Regions from separate parts of the Drosophila melanogaster genome. Here region 1 is linked to region 2. A link is a contact called in public Hi-C data. All regions are on one chromosome and are shown on one strand. The core of a region is the stretch at or near the end of the contact, and the rest is flanking DNA. Distances in the headings are between cores, read along the strand shown.

What was found. A called contact is a pair of places that touch in the nucleus more often than the background predicts.
Region 1: a Hi-C map of the Kc167 cell line shows a contact between it and region 2, with 1.7 times the contacts expected there. The contact joins the promoter of lncRNA:CR45447 here to the promoter of CG9933 in region 2. A contact is called at or near these places in 11 of 107 Hi-C or Micro-C datasets (the D17-c3 cell line, the Kc167 cell line, the PNm cell line and 5 more) and 1 of 6 datasets of contacts at active chromatin or transcription factors (the Kc167 cell line).

What each region holds. Positions count from the first base shown.
Region 1 is chr2L:13,095,574-13,098,290 of dm6, forward strand. lncRNA:CR45447 (long non-coding RNA:CR45447) reads left to right here and starts at 1,421. Exons shown (of 1, transcript NR_124228.1): 1 at 1,421-1,725.
Region 2 is chr2L:13,019,998-13,022,835 of dm6, forward strand. CG9933 reads right to left here and starts at 1,315. Exons shown (of 3, transcript NM_135754.4): 1 at 234-1,315. The coding sequence starts at 1,181. It overlaps CG9932, which reads right to left. Exons shown (of 7, transcript NM_001273500.2): 7 at 1,871-2,838.

The DNA of each region.
Region 1 (2,717 bases), core at 171-2,670, 76 kb after region 2:
TTTTACAACATAAATAAAATGTATATATATGCATAAATAAATGTTTTATCTAAATATTACTACTTCTACGTACTTAGTAGCAGAAGTACATGAAAAACTTCCTCATAATGATATTGGCATTTTTTTTTGAGTGCATCTGGCCCGACTTGGCCAACTCTCACGTTCCCAATATCGTGTCCAATGCTAGGGCTTCGCCAGTGCACTGGTCCGTTAAATGGGTCGAAGACAAAGCTGCGGTTGTTGCTTTTGTTTTTGTTGCTGGCGGTAGTGGTGGTGGTGGTAAACGCCCCGCAGAAGAAGACCAAACAAACCGAAGAGCAGAAGCTGGCCAACACGTTGACAATGACAACAATTGTAAACGACAGAGCAAACAACCATTCAAGCAGCCCAACCAGCAAGCAACAGCCATCCGTCCATCCGTCCAGCCATCCATCTGGCCATCAGACATTGCCGCAATTTTAAATGACCAAATTCGTCTTGTGGTTTGTACTTGAGAGACCCAAAACTGGTAAACGAAATGCTATATCAAATCGGCCAAGAAAAAAAGAGAGAACAACTCGGACCAGCTGTCAAATCGACCAAACTGAAATCGAAATCGAAAACGAATCCAAACCGAAATCTTTCTTCTTCTTGTGCGTTTTTTGGATTCTGTTTTGCAGCCGTAAAATGTTAAAATATGTAGCCATAAAATCGCCTTGCCCCAGCTCAAATCGAAATGCAATAAATGAAATGTACAAATGAATTAAATGATTGAATTGTTGCTCAGGCGGAGATGCAAAGGGAAATTAAGTAAGAGGATGGGGAAAAATTTCAGTTGAAATTCGTTTACTTTTCATGTAGCTTGACTAAATGATAATTTAAACATTTATTCGTCAAGATTTCAACGAGCTCGTGCTGCGTATAAATCGGATGAAGTGAAACCGAACCAAAATTATGGAAAATATAATATACAAATATTAATAAGAGCTTTGGTTCTCAAAAACCCAAGATCATGGAATGACGTGAATATTAACAAAGTACTATCATAAAATGTGTATATGCCATTTCCAACTAATTCACGTTTTCTTATAATTTGAAAAACGCTGGCATTACACTTTTTTACAGGCAAGATTTCTTTGTAAGTTTCTAAGAATGGCAAAATTTTCGATTAAATATTGGCTTGTTTTGCTCTTGTAATCACTACAAATGATGATCATGCGATCATCATTTTACTGACTGATCTATCTCACCAATTAGTTAAATAATCAGCATTAAAATTAGTCTCGATGTTTTTATTAGGAAATCAAGCGATTAGAAAGAGCTGACAAGCTGATAATCTATAGATTAAATCGCTGTCCAGCAGTATAGGTACCTTTTTTAATCGAAAGGGTGTCAAATACTTCCTTAAATCAAACGCATAATCTGTCAAATATAAACCACTTGGCGTTCTTGTTCATCCATTAACAGTTGCCTACAACTTTGACATAATGTTCAAGGACAAATTTCTACATACATCCATTTTGATTTACAACCTCAATTACTCAGCCGCCTTTTTGGGCAGCCCCAAGAGAACTGAACTGACACCCGACCACGCCATATAGCATATAGTATATAGCATATAGCACCAGCTCACAGATCGCAGAACAGAGCTGAAGCGAACCAAACCGAACCGAAAAGAACTGAGCAAACCATCGCCATCTTCAACTGGTGGGCCATTTATGGGTCTGGCAATGCCAACAGACCGACAAAACATGAGAAGAATTCTTGGGCTCGTATTATTTATTTATTTATTTCGTGTATCGCTTAACTGCCGAAATAAACACGATCAAGGCTAACTGCGACAACGGCGATGACAACACGGACTGGAAAACACATTTCGGCACCAGTAATTTCAGCTTCTTTTGGCCGAAACCGTCAGAACAGCCAGAACAAGTGCAGATACAATCGTCGGTTCGCCACGGCGAAGGTAAGATATTGGTATTTATTTATGCAAATTTCTCGCTCGGCAGGCAAATGAAGAACATGTGGCAATGGCGCTGCTCCGATGTTAATGATGTTGGCAAACGTTGAGTGGTAAATGCAAATTCTGGTTTTCTCGCTTTTCGGTGACAACTTTTGCGAAGTCAATAGGTTGCGTATACGCAGCGTTGTCTCTGCCAAGGATTGAAGTATGCCAGTTTTATGGGCCACTCAGTAATTAATTTTATCTATCGTGCCGACTTTATGACTTCTCATTAATTCAGCTAAATGCTTGGATTATAGTTACTAGTCAGATAAAAATAAACGGGTATTAAAGATTTCTTAAATATATTGATCATTAAAATGATAGCTTTTTATTAGAACGATTATTTTTTACATTTTAAAAAGTTCTTTTAGAGTACCGCAATTAGTTAACTTTTTTATGTAAAAGGAAGCATAGCTGTATATGGTTTTAAGAAAATTTACCTTTAAATATCTTTTATGGAAACAATTTTGTTGTGACTGTTTAGATTCATGACTTATACTTCGGGTTACCCTGCTGCCGATACTCTCTGCCAAAGTCATGCCGTGTAAAATAATTGCAATTTGTCAGCGGAGCAACAAATACAGCCATTCATCGCGATGATGATGATGATTGCGATGGATTTGATGATGGTGGCGGTGCTTTGGATGATGAGCTGCTGGGCCATGGGGCGTATACAGAATGTAGAATTTGTTTCGGCTGTGAACGATGATCTCACATGCACTCATTGCATGAA
Region 2 (2,838 bases), core at 65-2,564:
TGTTTAAAAGTTTTCCTTCGCTTTACAAAGTAAAGAAAGCTGATCTTTGGCTTATTTATTTTGTAAAAGCAAAAGTCATATAGCAAACCTTTTCCAGCTTAGAATTTTTGTTTACTAAATATGATATGAATAAACCAACAATGTGTTGTAAATGAAACTGTAATCGAATTCATAGAAAATTTGTGAACCCTAAACCGTACTGATAGTTTATTGCTTTCGTATTGCAAACGTACCTTTCCCGCCTTGGTCTCCTTGCCCAGAATGCGTTCAATGCCATTCTCGGGCTTGATGCGTCTGAAGAAGTCCTCGTCGTTGTACTCGGTGACCACCTCCTCGCCGACTTCGTTTAGCATATCCTCGATGCTGAGCAGTCCATCCTGCAGCCGCTCGCCGTTCTGTTCGACGCGCTGCACGTATGTCAACGGGTGCTGCTTGAGGTAATCCTCCGCCTCGGCGATTGTCTTGGCCAGATCGAACTCCTCCTCCGCCTCCTCCTGCTCATCGTCATCGTTGTCCTCGTACTCACCGTCCAGCTCCATGCCATCACAGTTAGCGCCGCTGGGCGAGGAGGTTCGTTTGGTATGCATGGAGCGTCGCTTTCTTTTCATCCAGTTCCCGCCGTCGTTTTCCTTGACGTCCGGATGGAAGCGTACCTTCTTCACGCGCACGGACGACGAGGCGGAATCTGTTGTTTCGGGGGTGGACTGGCTGGGTGTCTGCTGCGACTCCAGCATGCTGCCGCTGATGCTACTAGAGGCGGACGTGGGTGTTGATGTGGATGTGGATGCTGATACGGAGGCGCCGGTGCTCTCCGCCAGCGTGGTTTCCTTGAGGTTCTGTGATATAAGCTTGACTTTCGTCTCGAAGGCAGTGCATGGAGATGTGGGCGATTTGCTGGCCGGATGTTCTGGTGGGGATTGACTGCTCTGCGGACTGTCGCCCTCGCCGCACGACCCCGCCGCAGCTTCAGTCTTGTGATCCGTCTGCTTGCCGGCTCCCTCCATCGAACCGGATTCCTTGTTAATCGATTCCGCAGCGGAATCCCTGCTGCAGTTGTCCAGATCTCCGACTGTGGAGTCTCCGTCGCCCGTCGTCGTTGTCTCCACCATCACACACTTGATTTGCATAGATTTGTCCAGCGAGTCACTGCCAGCCGAGTCATCATTGGACTTGGTATCCATGTGTTTGGGTGGCTCCGTGTTCTCTGCGTTGGCTCTCTATCGTTTTGCGGCTCTGCTAAAGTTCAATTTTAGCTAAATGCATCGCAATTCATTTGTAATCTTTCAACAAAACGGCTTTCTCAGTGTTACCGTACCGACAACTATGAAATATACCCTCAAATTTGCGTAGCTGACTTGGCAGCGATTGTGAAACGATTGGAATTGCAACAGGGAGCTAAATAGTATATATGATTTTATATTTTCTTTGGCTCTTTTGATTATTTGGAGAGTTATTATTTAAGTATCTCAGTAAGAGTAATCTGGAATAGCATTGCATATCCCTTTTTGATTATTATTATTTTTTCTTTAATTAAAAGAAAAAGAGTAAAATAATCTTTTGTTCCACATTCAATCGTTTCACAGAGTTGCCGTATCTTGAAAGTCACTTTTAAATTGATATACCGCTATACCGTTACGCAGGCTACCTTTCAAATTAAAATTCCGTTAAAAAAGAATGCTTGATTTTGATGTTTGATTTCAGTAAAGAAAAAAGAAAAATGTTGAAGTGCTTTCAATTTAATAGAAGTCAATGAACTATTTTGCATTATGATTTGAATTTTTAGAAACTACTTTTGGCGTTTAGATCTGAACCCAATTATTCGATTTCTTTTTTAAATAGAAGTACCAAACATACAGATAATCGGTCAATTGTAAATGCAACTTGTGTTGTTTTTATTTGATTTCTTTATTAACAATTGTTTTTGTACATTTTCTCTTTTGTAATTCAATGCCGTAAATCTTATTGTGTGTTTGTGTGGTGTGTGTAAGTGTTGCGTGTGGTTGTGTGCGCAGTAAACAAAACTAAGTTATTTACACTAGCTTTAAGTTTAAATGTAGTTCAATGTTAAGGACTATTTAATATATAATATATTGTGTGTATAGATATTCGTATCGATATAAGATGTATATATGCATATCAAAGGCGGTTTGCATTTATATCCAAGTTAGATTCTGTATACATATCGCTTGTTTGCGCTATATCTTCTGGTTTTGATTTGCTTTGTTTTCAAATGTTTCCTTGCATTAAGTTTAAACTATTTAAATATGGCCCCGCTATTCCACATGTGTTCTTTTTGTTTGCTTATAGTTTAATGATAACATTTTGTTTGTAGTGTTAACGCCTACACTGTGCTACAAAGACGCCGTTTGCTGGAAAACATTCGCACTAATGATGAGAACATAACTAATCCGTAGTAGAAACTAATTACTATTAACTAATTTTAAATGTGTGCTGCACTTGTACAAAATAATATTGCAAATATTGCAAAAAATTCCCTATTCTCTGTTGATTTTTCAATTGCATTTTAAATGTGTTTCTTTTTGTTTCTATAGTTTTTATTTTTGCAGCAGCTGTGTGTAAATATATATATATGTATAGATTTATATAGTATGTATATAGTACCATATTCATTGCATGATATACGCGCTCACTTTCTTATTTCTTTTTTTTTTTGCATTTACAATTATCAATAATCACAGTTCCCATTCGAAAAATTAAACGAATTATTTGTAGCAAGACATAATTTTGAATTTATCTCTTTTTCTCCTGTACAAAGTTGATTTCCTTGAAACGCTTTTGGATCTTGCTCGGATTGGGTTGGTTTTCCAATTTAATATA